Regions from separate parts of the Danio rerio genome. Here all the other regions are linked to region 1. A link is a contact called in public Hi-C, HiChIP or PLAC-seq and Micro-C data. All regions are on one chromosome and are shown on one strand. The core of a region is the stretch at or near the end of the contact, and the rest is flanking DNA. Distances in the headings are between cores, read along the strand shown. Region 1 holds the start of marcksl1b (MARCKS-like 1b). Region 2 holds the start of fndc5b (fibronectin type III domain containing 5b). Region 3 holds the start of ldlrap1a (low density lipoprotein receptor adaptor protein 1a). Region 4 has its middle 28 kb from the start of ldlrap1a. Region 5 holds the start of e2f3 (E2F transcription factor 3).

The links. Hi-C and Micro-C count contacts between places; a contact is called where the count stands out from the background. HiChIP or PLAC-seq counts read pairs in DNA pulled down with a chosen protein or histone mark.
Region 2: a Micro-C map of caudal fin shows a contact between it and region 1, with 3 times the contacts expected there. The contact joins the promoter of fndc5b here to the promoter of marcksl1b in region 1. A contact is called at or near these places in 2 of 18 Hi-C or Micro-C datasets (caudal fin and hematopoietic stem cells) and 1 of 4 datasets of contacts at active chromatin or transcription factors (embryo).
Region 3: a contact with region 1 is called in a Hi-C map of hematopoietic stem cells, with 2.8 times the contacts expected there. The contact joins the promoter of ldlrap1a here to the promoter of marcksl1b in region 1. A contact is called at or near these places in 2 of 18 Hi-C or Micro-C datasets (hematopoietic stem cells and an unstated tissue).
Region 4: an H3K4me3 HiChIP or PLAC-seq map of embryo shows a contact between it and region 1, with 6 times the contacts expected there. The contact joins the enhancer-like site here to the promoter of marcksl1b in region 1. A contact is called at or near these places in 6 of 18 Hi-C or Micro-C datasets (caudal fin, embryo, fibroblasts and 1 more) and 2 of 4 datasets of contacts at active chromatin or transcription factors (caudal fin and embryo).
Region 5: a contact with region 1 is called in a Hi-C map of hematopoietic stem cells, with 2.1 times the contacts expected there. The contact joins the promoter of e2f3 here to the promoter of marcksl1b in region 1. A contact is called at or near these places in 1 of 18 Hi-C or Micro-C datasets (hematopoietic stem cells) and 1 of 4 datasets of contacts at active chromatin or transcription factors (embryo).

Annotation. Positions count from the first base shown.
Region 1 is chr19:32,265,897-32,269,337 of GRCz12tu, forward strand. marcksl1b (MARCKS-like 1b) reads left to right here and starts at 1,373. Exons shown (of 2, transcript NM_213223.1): 1 at 1,373-1,634; 2 at 2,784-3,441. The coding sequence starts at 1,548. The coding sequence ends at 3,320. LOC141379120 (a long non-coding RNA gene) reads right to left here and starts at 2,530. Exons shown (of 7, transcript XR_012395113.1): 1 at 2,424-2,530.
Region 2 is chr19:31,904,205-31,907,966 of GRCz12tu, forward strand. fndc5b (fibronectin type III domain containing 5b) reads right to left here and starts at 1,727. Exons shown (of 8, transcript NM_001044337.2): 1 at 1,435-1,727. The coding sequence starts at 1,513.
Region 3 is chr19:31,804,338-31,807,927 of GRCz12tu, forward strand. ldlrap1a (low density lipoprotein receptor adaptor protein 1a) reads left to right here and starts at 1,714. Exons shown (of 9, transcript NM_198980.1): 1 at 1,714-1,887. The coding sequence starts at 1,803. LOC141379119 (a long non-coding RNA gene) reads right to left here and starts at 1,614. Exons shown (of 2, transcript XR_012395111.1): 1 at 1,504-1,614; 2 at 1-641.
Region 4 is chr19:31,832,389-31,835,716 of GRCz12tu, forward strand. No RefSeq gene overlaps it. Among named protein-coding and RNA genes, the nearest start is that of ldlrap1a, 28 kb to the left of the region's middle. Within about 2 kb of position 1,698, at least 3 of the 62 cell types and tissues checked have an H3K27ac peak or open chromatin away from gene starts, as enhancers often do.
Region 5 is chr19:31,760,101-31,763,308 of GRCz12tu, forward strand. e2f3 (E2F transcription factor 3) reads right to left here and starts at 1,642. Exons shown (of 7, transcript NM_001080628.2): 1 at 1,123-1,642. The coding sequence starts at 1,380.

The sequences.
Region 1 (3,441 bases), core at 123-2,622:
CAAATGATCAAATGCAAGCAATCATAAACTCATATATAGATCAAAAAACATCTTATCAAAAGGCAGGAGATGTGTCTTCCGTATCTTTTCTTAATGATAAAGGTTGGGCGAGACTTCATGATAGTCTGGAGCCAATGCATCTGTCACTTATTAATGTGGGCAATGTTGTTAACTCTGGCCTAGTTTAGTTCCAATTGTTAATCACATCTTTGCTATTGTTTACAGACAATGATGCCTATTGTTTTCAGTCTATGCAATTCATTATATATCATTATATAACAAATTTAAATTTACAAATAAATAAATAATTAAAATCTCTTTTACAAGCATCAATTTTTGACACACTAAAACGTGCGCATGCATCAGTAGCACCGATTTTGTACAAATTACCATTATATATATATAATATTAACAATACACAGAAGTAAATATTACTCAAATCGTGTACGACACTTTAAAAAATTCAATCTTCAGAGTAGCCTACATACAGTCAGAATTATTGCCCCCTTTGAATTATTTATTTCTTTTTAAAAATATTTTACAAATGATGTTTAACAGAGCAAGGACATTTTCACAGTATGTCTGATAATATTTTTTCTTCTCGATAAAGTCTCATTTGTTTTATTTCGGCTGGAATAGAATCAGTTATTGATTTTTTAAAACAATTTTAAGGTCAAAATTATTAGCACCTTTAAGCAATGTATGTTTTTGATAATCTACAGAACAAACCATCATTATACAATAACTTGCCTAATTACCCTAACCTTCCTAGTTAACCTAATTAACCTAGTTAAGCCTTTAAATGTCACCTAAAGCTGTATAGAAGTGTCTTGAAAACTATCTAGCAAAATACGATTTACTATCATCATGGGAAAGTTAAAATAAATCAGTTATTAGAAATGAGGGGCTAATAATTCTGACTTCAACTGTATATAAAAAGTTTAACGAAGCATATAAGTTGTTTATCAGATAAGAGTGTAAATTATGCCCTGCTATTAATCATTATTATTAAATGCCACTGTTGTCTTGAGCACAGTGAGCTGCATATATTGAACGACAGGGCACATTCACCACAGACAAGCCTTAAATGCTTGTATTCTAGTGTGTAGTTCAATGGGTTCAAGTAAACTGTAACCCCATTGCTCTTAGTAACAGGGAATTCAACAAGTCACCCCGTTGGTTCCCTTCTTCTTTCCAGTTCGTTGCCATTTTCTATTTCTATGAAGCTAATGTGGAATCAACAGAGGCGGGACATGGAGGGCGGGGTCGTGCTTCAGATTGGTTCGCGTTACCGTGACACGCCCAAGGGCGGGGCTTCGGGTTATCTTGAAGCGCTGTAGGACTGGAACTGGTAGTAGTAGGTCGAGTCGACGCTCACGGGTGGAAGACAAGAGTGGATCATCTCAAGTTTTCCTTCTGAAGGAAAAAAACAGCAACTTTCCTCGCGCATTTGGATGCACGTTACGCCCATTGGTCTGGATTAATTTTTTTTCCACTCACCTGAATTTGAGTTCTTTTTAATTTACTTTAAAACCACATTTAGTATAATGGGATCCCAGGCATCAAAGGGAGGAGTGGCTGTGGAGGGGAAAGCCGCCGCTGCTGACCCGGCTGCCGTCAAGACTAACGGACAGGTAATTCATCTCTCCATCTGCGACACACCCACATCTGACCAACAAGTGCTTCAGCGAGAGTTGCAAACCACCGTCTGCGATTTAACCAGCTCTCTAAGTGTGGCGAGCAGACGGTGATTTTACTTGGAAAAGGGAATGAAACAAAAGCAAACCATTTTATTCATTGTCTTATTTATAATGTCACGTCGAATGGTTTCATTCAGGACAATCCCATTAGGCTGTTGATACACGGTTTTCTGTTTTGCGTTGAAAACAGATTGTTTTTGCTACACGTTTTCGATTCATTTCTGTCGTTGAAATTGGTTTTGTCGTTTGGATACGGTCGGTGTTGTTGCCATGCGATCTCCATTAATGCCAGTGTAGGAGGATGCTGCACGTATTCACTATGCATGGGTTAACAGCAGCAGGGGGTTGCGATCTATCTGGGGAGAAATGGATGTAACTGGTATTTTGGAAGTGTTGTTTTTGTCATTTTTTTCATTTTCGGGTTAAAACTTGATAGTATTGTATACAATGGATAGTTTCATGTTTCGGTTTACTAATTAAGTGTTAACAGATTTCTCTCTTTTCATTTGAAACATTTAATTTCGTAAATATTTGGTCGGATTTTCATCGATTTTTTTAGTTGTATTTTTGTCTGTGGGGAAGCGCGTGGAGTATTCATTTCCAGACGCACCGGGGTTTAAAGTCTAGACATTGGGGCGAGTGTCTACAGTTGGTCAAGCTTTTGGGGTTTTTGTGTGACTAAACCCCGTTCTTATCAATGAGGGTGCTAATATTTTACGTTACCTCTTTCAAATCGCCGTTTGTGGTTATTTGTTCGTCGATGGATAAGCGGTGAATGAAGCTCAATGAAATTCTCCATCGTGCTTCGCTCGATCTCCGTCTTTTGTTCCAAAGCTGCGTCTCGCTTCGCATTGTGTGTGGTGTTCTGCGATGCTCTATCGCCCTCGCTTGGTGCTGCGCGGCATTGCAAGGCGTCACCTCGAAGACATGCATTATTTACGTGACGGGTCACTGATGTGTCCGTCGACGATTGAAGGAATGCCCTAGAGCTTATGCAAAAGTAGTAAACTCGTAGTAAATAATCATCCATTTTGCCTTCTGATTCATTATGCTGAATTCCAATTTTGTTTTTTCTTTTTTCAGGAGAACGGTCATGTTAAGACCAATGGTGATGTCTCTGCCAAGGCAGAGGGAGATGCTGCCACCACCAACGGTTCTGCAGAAGCAGCTAAGGAATCTGAGGCTGGAGCCGGCGACGCCATCGAACCAGCGCCTGCCGCTGAGGGAGAGGCTGCCAAACCTGAGGGCGAGGCCACCAAGGAGACCCCCAAGAAGAAGAAGAAGAAGTTCTCCCTGAAGAACTCCTTCAAATTCAAGGGTATCTCACTGAAGAAGAGCAAGAAGAATGCTGAGGTGAAGGAAGAGGCCGCTGCTGCTGCTCCAGCTACCGAAGAGAAGCCAGAGGAGAATGGAGCAGCCACTGAGGAGAAGAAAGAGGAGGAGGCCAAGGCCGAGGAGACACCCGCTGCCCCTGTTGAAACCCCCAAGGCCGAGGAGCCTGCAGCCAAGGCTGAGGAGCCTGCTGCTGCAAAGGAAGAGGCTGCTGCACCTGCTGTAGAGGCCACGAAACAAACAGAGGAGACCAACTCAACACCTGCACCATCTGAACAGAAGGAGTGATTGTACTTCACAAAGGACTTTGTGAACTGTTTTTCCAAGAAAAAAATATATATTTATATATATGTGTATATGTATACATATGTATATATACATGGATATATGTATATGTATATATACACAT
Region 2 (3,762 bases), core at 477-2,976, 360 kb before region 1:
AATATTGTAGAGCTTTAAACGATAGATTGGGCAGCATGGTGTTGCAGTGGGTAGCACAATCGCCTCACAGCAAGAAGGTCACTGGTTTGAGCCCCAGCTGAGTCAGTTGGCATTTCTATGTGGAGTTTGCATGTTCTCCCCATGTTCGCATGGGTTTCCTCAGGGTGGTCCGGTTTCCCCCACAAGTCCAAAAACATGCGGTACAGGTGAATTGGGTAAGCTGAATTGTCCGTAGTGTATGAGTGTGAATGAGTGTATATGGATGTTTCCCAGTGATGGGTTGCAGCTGGAAGGGCGTTTGCTGCGTAAAACTGGATAAGTTAGAGGTTCATTCCGCTTTAGTGACCCCAGATTAATAAAGGGACTAAGCCGAAAACAAAATGAATGAATAAATAAAAGACAAATTTGTGAGGGGTGTACTTATGCTGAGCACTGTATGTAGATCAAATAGCCGAGAACTTACATCTATTTTGTCGTTATAAATATTTACATTTATATTTAAAAATGCTTTTTGTGCTTTCAGTGTCTTCTTTTGAAAGCTGAATTACATTGAATAATTACAAGCATTATTTACATTAAACTATTACTTTAATTTATTTTCAAGCTTTGTTCTGAAGTATGGCATTTATACTGATATATCTTATCTCATAAATATCCTATTTTACTTTTTTGCATCAGTGAAACCAGCTATTATTTCATACATTTTACATATTATTATTATTATTAATAATAATAATAATACATGTAAAATAATATAATAAAATGTTCTTGTTGTATTAGACGCACTAAAACAATGAATTTGAACAAAATGCAAGGCTGCTGCTTTGAAAGACTACTGAAAGACAAACGCAAATACGATTGAGGGGGATGAATCTGTGACTCTGACAGCTAATGATTATTCTGCTGTAGTTATTTAGCTGTAATCTACTAGTTATCAAATCATTAAAAAACGAAGTAGCCAATGATATGTGTCTGCACCCAGACGAATTCCCTAAATCCCAAAGCTCCACAATCTGATCTGTCGTGCATTCAAAGTGTCATCTCTGTCTGGCGAGCAGATTTCACCAGTCTCTGTGAACAGGATCAATTAGGATCACACGAATTGTTCACAGCATTTACATGCCGTGTGAATGAACGGTGGAAAACCCACGAGCGTCTTGTGCTTCCCAATGGAGGGCTGAACAGGTAGTAGCGCATCATTTATTCATCTCATACCCGCAACCTGTCTGTTCCCTACCATTACGAACACACCAGAACGCAATTTCACTATGAATTTTGTTCATAGTAATGTGAAAAAACCGCTGTCATTCTGTTCATTAACCTAAAATAGTGTAACAGGGGTTCGCGTCTTTCCATTTCGTGCGCAAAAGCCCCAAAATGACCACAAATAACAATGACATTACTGACTAAACGAACACAATCATGCAAACTTACCGGCGTTAACCGAGGACGCGAAGATATAAGCCAAAAACAGCAATAACAGCACAGCGAACGAGCCTTTAATTCCCCACATCCTTCAAGGAATTCTTTACATTCTGTCCGGAAGACGTTGAATCCCATTTACTCGCAAGATTTTTGAAACTTATTAGTCGGCGTCTGTGTGTTTAACATTCACGACTGGTTGCAGTCTTTATTCCCGCATCAGTCCAGAACAGCCCTGGTTCTAAACTCTGTACTTGCCGCAGAAAGTCGACATGAGAGGACTGCGTGAGCCCATTGGACGGCATTGACACTATTACCGAAGGGACGTAATACACATCTCCTCTAGGGGGCGATCGGTGGTTCAAAAAATACAAGTCCTTCGTTCAGTCACATTCAAATATTAGTGTGTTTTAAAGAGTATTTTTAAACCATAAAGTCTTATTAATGACATTTATTAACTCAAACGATTCGTATGTGGAATTTACATTGAATTTAGTTATTGTAATCGTTGTACAAAGGCCGTATAAAATACTGAATAATATCATCAGAAATGACAGTGATTGGACTGCTTTACCAGCGCTGAGAAAGGTAACAGGTGTCACGTGACTTTGCTGTACAAGTACCAGCAGTGGGCTGGATGCGAATTTACACCCAAATAAAGACTTTGAGGATCTTGTGAACAGAAAAAAAACAGCTGAAGAGAAGAATAGGAGTGGGACGTACTCAACCCGTTAGGGGGTCTAAATAATAACTCTCAAACTGAGGCTTGACCCAAAAAAAAAAACAAAGGTTGAGGGAGGTGTAGTTACTGTACAAGCCTGAAATGTTTCATCAGCTTTTTCGTACCGCACTTCAGAAGCTAACCACAAAAGACTTAGAGTTACTTGAGTGTGTATTTTAGACTAGAACTAAATAAAATGGTGAATGCACTTTTATACACTGTAAAATATACTGCGTTATCTCAACCTAAATTTAGGTTAAATGTGCTAACAATTGGGTTAAAGTGGGATTATGAATTAAAACAAAAAAGCAAACTGTTGCATTTTCCCATATTTTATGCACATTTGGGCTGAAATAACCCAGCATTTTTAGAGTACCTAATATGTTTTAAACATATGTTTTGTATTTTAGCTATTTTGATTTGTTTGGAAAAGGCGAAACAGTTGCGCAGTAGGTAGAAGGTCGCTGGTTCGACCAGTTGACGTTTCTGTGTGGAGTTTACATGTTTTCCCTGCGTTCATGTGGGTTTCCTCCGGGTGCTCCGGTTTCTCTTACAGTCCAAAGACATGCGGTAAAGGTGAATTGGGTAGGCTAAATTGTCCGTAGTGTATGAGTGTGTGTGTGAATGGGTGTTTGTGGATGTTTCCCAGAAACGGGTTGCGGCTGGAAAGGCATCTGCTGCGTTAAAATGTGCTGGATAAGCTGGCGATTCATTCTGCTGTGGCGACCCCGAATTAATAAAGGGACTAAGCCGACAAGAAAATTAATGAATGAATGATTTATTTGGTCTGGTTCAACTACAGAAAGAATACAAAGATGTTCTGTTTAAAAAAAAATCAACTTATAAAATTAATTATTGGGTTGAAGCTGATCAGAGAGTTGTAATATATGCTATAATCCCAGTTTCTTTGCAAAAAATGTTCTGTGGACATGTGTATACTTGTATATATTATGAAGACATGGCTGCTGTTAATCAATTCGATGGCCGGGGAAACCGCATTCCTACATTACATCGTGGTGAGCGTCAAAATCACTGGGATTTGGGTCCTATTTTAAAGTCAGGAAATTTAAAAAAGAGACTTGCTGGGTTTATATCACTCTGATATGACAGTGGGCACACTATACATACACATTGTTCTGTCCAAACAGCTTCCAAAAGTTGATTTTTGTCATAGGTGCCCTTTAATATAGTTGCAGTTATCTTTACAGTTGGATGTAGTTAGATATGCTTTCCATTATAATCAGTACTAAATCCCAAAACCACAGTATTTTTTTCAGTAATTGTTGTTATAGATTTAGATGAGGCATTTAAAGGCATATTGTAAGAGTCTTAATTATATGCATCTGTTTCTATGTATTTTTAACCAAAGAAGGCTCACACAAATTCCAAAGGCACATACTGATTAGATCAGGGCCTGAGGTGTGGAATTTGGGGGTTTTACGATGTGGTCACATGTTTATTGGTCAGTTTGAATGTCTCAGCATTTGGGTTTTAGTCACATGGTCAAGAAAGGTACAAAATAGCTAGGAATCTCTTTTCTGGCTCTTTTCCTGGCCTCTCTTTTCTGTCTCTGCGCTTTTCTGCTTTGCTCCTCTCCTTCTCTGGAGTCTATCGTCTCT
Region 3 (3,590 bases), core at 464-2,963, 460 kb before region 1:
CAGACAAAAGTCTTGTCATTTAACAGAAATAATGTGCAGTATAGAAAATAAAGTCATGGTGCAGGGGAGGAAGAATTAATATTGTGTATGACTTCCATGAGCTTGGAGGACTACATCTATACCTCTGCAATGATTCAAATCACTTATTAATAAAGTCATCTGGAATGAAAAAGAAAGTGTTCTTGCAGGACTCCCAGAGTTCATCAAGATTCTTTGGATTCATCTTGAATGCCTCCTCCTCCATCCTACCCCTGACATGTTCAATAATGATCATATCAGGTGACTGGGCTGGCCAATCCTTCAGCACCTTGACTTTCTTTGCTTTCAGGTACTTTGACGTGAAAGCTGAAGTATGAGAAGAAGTGCTATCCTGCTGAAATTTGCCCTCTCCTGTGGTTTGTAATGTAATGGGCAGCACAAATGTCTTGATACCTCAGGCTGTTGATGTTGCCATCCACTCTGCAGATCTCACACACACCCATAACGAATGTAACTCCAAACCATGATTTTTCATTTACCAAAATTAACTGATACTGTAAGAGTATTGGCTCCATGCAGGTTCCAATAGGTTTTCTGCAGTATTTGTGATGATCGGGATGCAGTTCAACAGATGAATCATCAGAGAAACTCTGCCACTTTTCCTAATGAACAACAAGAAGCCAAGTTAGTATTTGTTGCCTACAACTAGGATCCACAACAAGACTTTTGTCAGGTAAGGTAGACCCCACATCTGGGAAAGCAAAATGACCTAAAATCAATATATTATATTTAATTAACAATTATAGTATTCATAAAACATGATTAAATATTGTCAATAAATTAAAGAAAGTTGAATAAATTATTGTAATAGTTTTTTTACATGATTTTTACATGATGACATTTTTATTCATTCATTTTCTTTTCGGCTTAGTCCCTTTATTAATCCGGGGTTGCCACAGCGGAATGAACTGCCAACTTTTCCAGCATATGTTTTAGGTAGCAGATGCCCTTCCAGTGGCAATCCAACATTGGGAAACACCCATACACTGCACACAGACACTATGGCCATTTTAGTTTATTCAATTTACCTATAGCACATGTGTGTGACACCCAATTTCTTTGATTTTATACAATACATATTTATTCAAATATATATTATATATATATATATATATATATATATATATATATATATATATATATATATATATATATATATATATATATTCTGTTACAGAATCTTTCTCTCCAATTTTGTGAATTAAAAACAACCAGCTTTATATTTGAATTAGGTTGAAAAATTGGGGATCGGGAGAAAAGAGTTCAGTCACAACTTTCATGTTTTAATATGGACAAGTTGTATATTAGTTAGAGAGTGATTTTTCCCTGATCAAAACAGGCTGTAATGCTGTCAAAACAAGCTGAATTTTTCTATTATCCACACGAGGGCGCCAAATATGATATTATAGGATCTCATGGTCATTTTTATGCCATGTGTCCTAAAACTGATGAATGTTTACTTACCAGTCAATATATGAAGATATATACGCTAAGGTTCGAACACGGCCATATAAAAAGCGATCAACTTTACCAAGCTTCATTTCATTGTTTAACCCAGTTGCCATGGAAACAGAATCTGTGCGCCGCGCAATTCGCACGTCATTTTGATTGACAGGTGAAGCGCCGCCCAGAAGACGAGGAGGTTCAAGTATTTCCACAGATGTCGGCATCCAAACGCCAACAACAAAGTTGAGGGAGCGAGAAGCCGTAGTTCATGGCCAGCAAGCTGCACCTGAAGACGCCTCACCGCTTCTAAACTCGCCATGGATGTGCTGAAATCAGCCAGAAGGGCTTTCATTCGCAGCCCCAGCCTGACCAAACAGTCCTGGAGCTCAGGCAAACACAAAAGTAAGTATATTTATGTCATTAGAGACACTTTTGTTTGGGCTGTTTTTACACGCGTTGCGGATCTGTTTGCGTCTCAAATTGTTTGTCAGTAGAGTTAATCGTGTTTACTAGTTATATACCCTCAAAATATGAGTTGTTGCTTTTGTAAAGCTTTATTAGGTAACGTTAGTTTAAGTGTAAAATGTTATTTTTATGTTCGATAAAGGCTATGTTCTTTAAAAGTTGTTCAATGACAAGTACATTGAGTTGTTGTCGAAGAGATTCACAAACTTCGTATTGAGGTAAAATTAGTTCTATATTCACACATTCAGGTGTCTCCTTAAAATATTTTCAGAAAAGTATTCTTTGCAAATTCTCAATAACAGTTAAGTTAGTGAATTAATATTAGCAGCCAATGACCATTAAAATACAACACTGCTCATAGTCAATTAAATAGTGTTAATGTTGTTTTAAAGCCACACTTGCGTGATATCAGACGGAATATTTAAAAGTACTATGGTAAACAATATAGGGAGCATGTTACAAGTTGTTACTGAATAAATGTGCGAATATAAATCCAACTTTACGTTACCCCAATAACCTTCATGCGACACTAAATGGTTTGGGGGTTCATTAGTGGTCGGCCGTGTCTCAAAAACCTGTTGAGCAACCCATTAAGACTGCTATAACGTTAATTGTATGTGAAGACACGAGTCTGCTGGAGCACCGAGTTTCCCCCTTTAACACTTAAACTTGTTTTATTTGGACAAGTCACTCATTTTATTCACTTTATTATAGCATATGTATTTTTCTAGGCAAAAAACGTGGCAAAATGTAACGTTATGCAGCTCAAAATATCAGTTGTTGTGTTAGATTGTGATTAATATGACATTTTTCATGGTCATTATTCTTTTATGTAGATCATTCTCCTAAAATCTATATAATTTTTAGATGTCAATCCATCTCTCTGAACCTTGTTGAGCTTCCCATTTAGGCTGCTGTATGGCCAAAAATGAGGTATACCTCGGGCCAGACAGAATCTGTGGACATTTTTTGCTATTTTTGTCCATAATATTATAAAAAATGTGAATTTATGTGGAATGATCTTAGGAGTATCGTAATAAAAACTTTATATGAAATTACTTTGCAAACTTTATTGTAAATATTATAAATCGTATGAACATTTTAATATTACTATTATTATATCACATTAATATTCATGAAATAATTTACAAATTGAATAAATATAAATTTACACACATTTACACAAGTAAATACATAAACTCAAAGATGGACTAAAAATCTGCAGAAATCTGCGTGTGCAGATTCCGCGTGGGCCTAGGTATAACTTTTACCTTTCCTTCAAACTGCTGTCTACAAGATTCGCAATGAATTTAGTTTATTGGGCGGCTCATTGTCTCAAAACATGTAGAACTAATTTGTTAATTTGGAGCAAATATGAAGATAGATTTCTTAAATTTTCTTAGATCAAAGAGCAGCGCGAGTAAGGACAGTTAAGATCCTGAGGTATTTCTACACTTCACTGGTTTTCTGTAATGTATACTGAAGAGCACACACAGAGGCCCACAGAGCAGTCCTTTTGACCTTTTAAGCCTTCCAGCAAGATTACAGAAACTTCAGGATGTATTTCTAAACACTCCTCTGACTCTCTTCAAAGTTTCATAAGAATGCATTTAAACTATATGCATATCATATCTAATAGT
Region 4 (3,328 bases), core at 448-2,947, 430 kb before region 1:
CATTGTACATCCACATTTGTTTTGAAAAACAAATTTGTTTAAAAACTACATTTATGTCTAACTTTGTTTTGTATATTATATTACATTCATCTATTCATCCATGCATATTTTTTGGTTACATTATATAATTTAGCAATGATTACACTTTTAAAACATTACTGTTCTGTTACAAAAAATAGGTGGGCACTGCTGCCTGATCCATTTAAATCAATCAGAAAAACAATAACAACTTATAGAAGTGCGTGCGTGTGTCTGTCTGTCTGTCTGTCTGTCTGTCTGTCTGTCTGTCTGTCTACATACATGCATACATATACATATAGTTGAAGTCAGAATTATTAGCCCCCCCCTTTGAATTTCTTTTTCTTTTTTTAAATACTTCCAAAATGATATATAACAGAGCAAGAAAATTTACAAAGTATGTCTGATAATATTTTTTCTTCTGGAGAATGTCTTATTTGTTTTTTGTTTCAGCTAGAATAAAAGCAGTTTTTAATTTTTTAAATAACATTTTAAGGACTAAATTATTAGCCCCTTTAAGCTATATTTTTTCTGATAGTCTACAGAACAAACTATCGATATGCAATGACTTGCCGAATTACCCTAACCTGCCTAGTCAACCTAATTAACCTAGTTAAGTCGTTTAATGTCACTTTAAATTGTGTAAAAGTGTCTCGATAAATATCTAATAAAATATTATTAACTGTCATCATGATAAAGATAAAATAAATCAGTCATTAGAGATGAGTTATTAAAACTATAATGTTTAGAAATGTGTTGAAAAAATCTCTCCGTTAAACAAATTGGGAAAAAAATTAAAAGGGGCTAATAATTCAAAGGGGCTAATAATTCTGACTTTAACTACATGTAACATTTCATTTATATTTATCAATACATCCATTTGTCTGTCTCAGTTTTATTTTTATTTATTTGTATTTTTTATTCATTCATTTATTTTTCTGAGTCTCAGGCTTAGTCTCTGTTTCAGAGGTCGCCACAATGGAATGAACCACCAACTATTCCAGTATATGTTTTATGCAGCGGATGCCCTTCCAGCCACAACCTAGTATTGGTAAACATCCATACACACTCGTTCACATATACACTCATATACTACAGCAAATTTAGTTCATTTAATTTACCTATAGCGCATGTCTTTGGACACAAACACAGAAATGCCAACTGGCCCAGCCAGGACTCGAACCAGTATCCTTCTTGCTGTGAGGCAAGAGTGCTAACTACTGAGCCACTGTGCTGCCTTTTTTAAATCATTTATGCATATATGCCACCCACATCATTAAATAATTCATTTATTTACCTAAGAAAGGTGCTAAAAATAAAAAAAATCAATAAAGAACATGTATAACCGTACAGTTTATAAATGTAGTATGAATTCATATGTATATTTTATATAACTCTAAAACAATGTAATTGTCCATGCACATTTGTCCTATTAAACATTGTTAATTTGCTGCACCATCCATGCGTATATTATATACCTTTTTTATATCACCAGGAGAGGGCAGTATTGCCTTCAAAATGTCTTTGTCTCTTTTATCTCCATTGTAGCCCTTTGTGTGAAATTGTTTTTGTGCATTAGGTGGATTTCTTTAACGTTTTCTAGAATCGTCCCAGATGGCACAAAATGCACTCGACACATGTAGTAGATCTGCAGTCGAATCTGTCAGAAATGCCACCGGAGACGTCTTTAGTTTACTGCAGCACACATCCAGCATGACAAATCCCTGTGCCTATCATATGAACATCACATTATCATTGCTGTGATGTCACTATATTGCCTAGCAAATAAATAATTTTCTTTATCAGACTTGTCAATCAAATCCCAAACAGGTCTTATTGGGCTCATCAATTCAGTATAGGGTGTCTTTAATGGTCTCGTTTCCAGTAAATTACCTTTAGTACATGTGATTTTGTTTTCGAACATGAGATATTGATTTTCCTGTATCTTCTGCTTCTGCTTTACAGAATCGAACCCGGGCGGTTTGTTTGTGATTGTGTGGAGTCAGGTGTGCATGTGGGTTGAAGCGTGTGACGCAAAGTGCTGGAGAAAACCCTTGACGCACAAGTACACACACACACATACACCATCAAAAACGTGTCTGGAAACGTGTGGGAGGCTCAGCTCTTCAGTGAGCGGTTCTCCTCTCGTCTCCTCTATTGCCTGAAGACTTTCCCTCAAACTTCTGCGTTCATTCTGGATCTTATTCTCAAAATGGGCACAACTGTTCATTCCAAATCAGAAACACCTAACATATGTGTGAAGAAGGCAGGGAAACATATTTAACCTTTTGATTTTTTGCTCATGATATTAACAAAAAAATATATATATGTTTTTGCCAAAGTAGTTTTTGAATAAGTTTTTTTTTTTTTTTTTTGGTGGCTTTTGAAGCAGGTTGTGGTGATGTTGCCTTTTGTAGTCAGGGTACAAAAGAGGGTTAGACCCTCTTCTAAGATTTAAGATTAGCTTAAATTAGCTCAAATGTTTCCTGGTTTTAGCTCTTTGTGTAATGGATGCCAGGCCGCTGAGAGTACTTTAATGCACACATTCTGGATTTGCCCTAAATTAGAAAACTTTTGGAGTTCAATATTCAATACCCTTTCTGTTGTGCTTCAATATACAGTAGAATAGAGCCAGAACCACTTGTGGCATTATTTGCAATCGCCAAGAAGACTCATGTTTCTCTCCGTCAAAGTGTACGATTCTTACCTTCTTTTCTTTATTAGCACACAGAGTAATGCTGCTTAAATGAAAAGATCCTCTTCTACCCACCTTTATTCAATGGACCAGGGAGATGTCTTTTCTTTACCTTGAAAAAAAATTAGATAGTCTTTCAAAAGATCGAGTAAACAATTTTATAAGATATGGCACCCCTTCATTGATTATTTTGACCATCTTAATTTATACCCTACAAATATACATGCGTTTATATAATATAATTGATTTATTTTTAATTGATTTATTTTTTTTGCGTGTGTGTGTGTGTATATATATATATATATATATATATATATATATATATATATATATATATATATATATATATATATATATATATATATATATATAGTTTCTCCAAATACTTCTAACTTTAGACTGAAGTGATCGACGGCTATGTTTTGTTCTATTCTAGGTAAGGGTTATAGGGTTTGTGGATAGATATATTTGAAAATGAATAATAATAAAAAAATAATCAAAACCAAAATAAGATGGGAGGGTCTTTAAAAAGTAAAAAACAGAAAATGTCTGACAGAAAATGTTCATTCAACAGTCTAAAACTGGCAGATCTAGAGCACCAGAAGACACTGTTCT
Region 5 (3,208 bases), core at 392-2,891, 510 kb before region 1:
AAGTCAATTTTATTGAATTAAAACATTTTCTTTTTAATCCAAACGTAATTTGAATTGCATTTATGCATTTGGTAAGATTAACATTAGGACGACCACAATTAAATATTTATTGTCACAATTATATGACTCTTACGTGATAATTTTTATTGTAGAATTTAAATTAGCCTTGCATGACTGCAATACAGCTCTTTTCTTTCCTTCATTAGCTTTCTACTAACGTTACACATCGTACTTTTAGTTAAAAGGTTGGCCATTTGTCAACTTTAACTTAAAGCAATGAAGTGAAGTTTAGTTTGAAGTCGTAATTAAATCATGAATTAAATGATCTTAAACCTATAAAACATATTAAACCACACATTAGTTTAGGTTTTGGAGAATATGGAAACCATCGAACCTACGTAGAAAATTACTTAAAGAGCTAACAGCAGTCATGAATTTCAGCACTTTATAACGATAAAAACAAGTTAGCAAAGCATTCAGCTTAGCACAGAGTACGCGAGCTCAGAAAGGACTCCATCCCCCATCCTAAGACAACAAACCAGGGCCTAGACTCACTAATTGAAGCTTTTGCACGGAAAAGCCAACTTTTACACAGATATCAGAGAACATCCACTCGATAATACATCACATAGGGTATGTATTATACACACAAAAAACGATTTACATCGGCGACTCTCGAGCTTTGACAAAAACTTTAAGAGGCGTGCAACTGCACAACCAAGCGACTTACAAACACTAAAATAATACAATATTGAAGTTGAACAACGACATACTGCACTGAAACATTGTTTAATACGAATACAGTCGTGTTGTCTTAAGTTATACTGCACAAACTCAAACGTTACATTGCGGAAATATGCGGCGTCTTCATTGTAGTAAACAATCATTATGCGTCATGCATATTTGGGGGGACATTTGGTTAATGTGCTAAATTGTTTAATAGCATGAACGTGCAGTTTAGTTCAGAATCTGCATAAACCTGCAGACTGAATGGACTTAAAGAAGCTCCAGCAGTAGCCATGATGACAGCAGAAGTAGGCTAAGTGGACTTAGCCTCACGACTTAACATTTACAGGATTGAACGTGCAACACTTTAACACAGAATTAAACCAAGTCATTTACCGGTGGTCGTCCTAACGTGGGTCGCAGTCCTGTCCCATGTGTGGATCCTTGTAGAGGAGTTGTGTACAAACTGTCAGCAGAAGCCTCGGGCACACAGCCGTTATTAGTGGACGGCGGTGTGTTTATTTGTATACGGGTAGCATTGGAATAAACTGCACACCGTCGATCGGAAACCGCAGTAAAAACACCGTGCTGTTCAGCTCTAACAACCCCTGTCAACATGACTTGTCCTGGGACCGAGGAACCCCCCTTTCTCATGATCCTCAGAGGCGCAGGTTCCCTTTGTCCCACTTGTGATTTGAAGCTAGTTTTCTACCAAATCCGGGCGAGTGGGTGTAAAATGATCATAAATGATGGTAGCGGACAGTGCTAGGAATGCATAGCTGTAATATGAGTGCAATTGCTAAAGGATAAAACACCCGATGTAAGCGATTAAAAAGCGATGCGATCTCGCTCTTGCTTCAGCGAAAAATGGCTCCAGGAAGCGGACAATGAAGTAGGGGATGAGGTTTACGCGCGAAAGGTCCTCCCGCGAAACTCAGATTTCCCGGGAAATTTTTGAAACGGATTTGCATATGTGAACTCATTCGCTAGAGGCAATCTATTTTCCGGCCTCGTGTGCTGACGTGTCGGTATAGTGGAGCCAATGAAATTCCACGATGGTATTTTTTTTTGTTTTTTAAATAGAGGTTTCTCCTCTGGAGGGTGCTAGATGTGAGACACATGCTGAGAGATTTAAGCCTAATAATCACAAAATTAGATCTTTAATCTTAAAAGAAAATATGTCTATACCATATATTATTTTTTTCACTGGAACAATATATTTAATAATATAAACTGGACTCTAGTATGGTCATTACCTCAATTTTTTTTTATTACAAGTAAGGCTAAAGACATATCATTTAAATTACTTCATAGAGTTTATCCCACAAAATTATTTCTACAAAAATTTAAAAGTGCATTAATAACTATTGTTAATAACTAAAATTGGAAAATGTGCGTAATATATTTGTATATAATTTGATAATTATGTACTTTCTCCACTGTTTTTTTTTTTCTTCTTCTACTCTTCTCCTTTAATTTCAATTTTTCCTCACTTATTTTATTCTTGTTAAGATATGTAAAGTGATTGTATTGTACATGCTGGTTCTTGTTAATAAAAAAAAATTCAAAATAAAAAAACATGCTGAGAGCACTGCATGAGTGGTTGGGCCACCTAGAAATTTCGCTAGACAGGGACCTTTGTGTAAACTGAGAGAAAAAGAGCATCAATATCATATAAAATCAGGATTTTTCATCATTACATATAATAATATATTAAAATTGTTATTTATAGACTGTGAAAACTTATTCTAATTAGCAAAATCTTATAACTTTATGGGCATTTTTAATCAAATATTGTTATAAAAACCTTGTTTTTAATTGTTATATAGTGAATCAAAAATAATGGGTCAATAGATAATTTCAATGTAGTCATGTCATTGGCCCATAAACATTTCTTGCTTTTAATCAAACTGTTTCATAACTGTAACAAGAGGCAATTCAATCATATGCTAAAACAGCTATCATGACATTATTTATCAATCTGCGTCTTCTTTAGCTTTAGACAAAACAATGGATAATAGGAAATATGTTGAAACCATTGTTTTTTGTTTACATCCTTCAAAGTGATCTATAGGTAGACAACAGGGAAGCCTTTAAAAACACTACTACATACAGATCTTAATTAAATCTAGATGGATACGAAGTTGACACTAATCTAAATAAGCTGCTAAAAAATTGCCATCAAATCATTTTAAAGGAAAAGTGCTGTGACTAGAAGCAAAGGTCTTAAAAACATTTATATCAACTGCAATGAAATGGACGTTAACTGTAATGGAATAAATATTTTAGTGATTTGCAGAGACATTTGAGGAGCATTTCTAGTTTCTAGTACTCAAATGACAAATTCAAATCGAAATAAGATTTTGTAAAAGCAATGTGCTATATAATTATAAAACGCAACAATAACAACATGAGTAAAAATTAACAAATAACTGTATAAATACAAGTTACTTACACTGCAATAACACTGAAATATATTTCA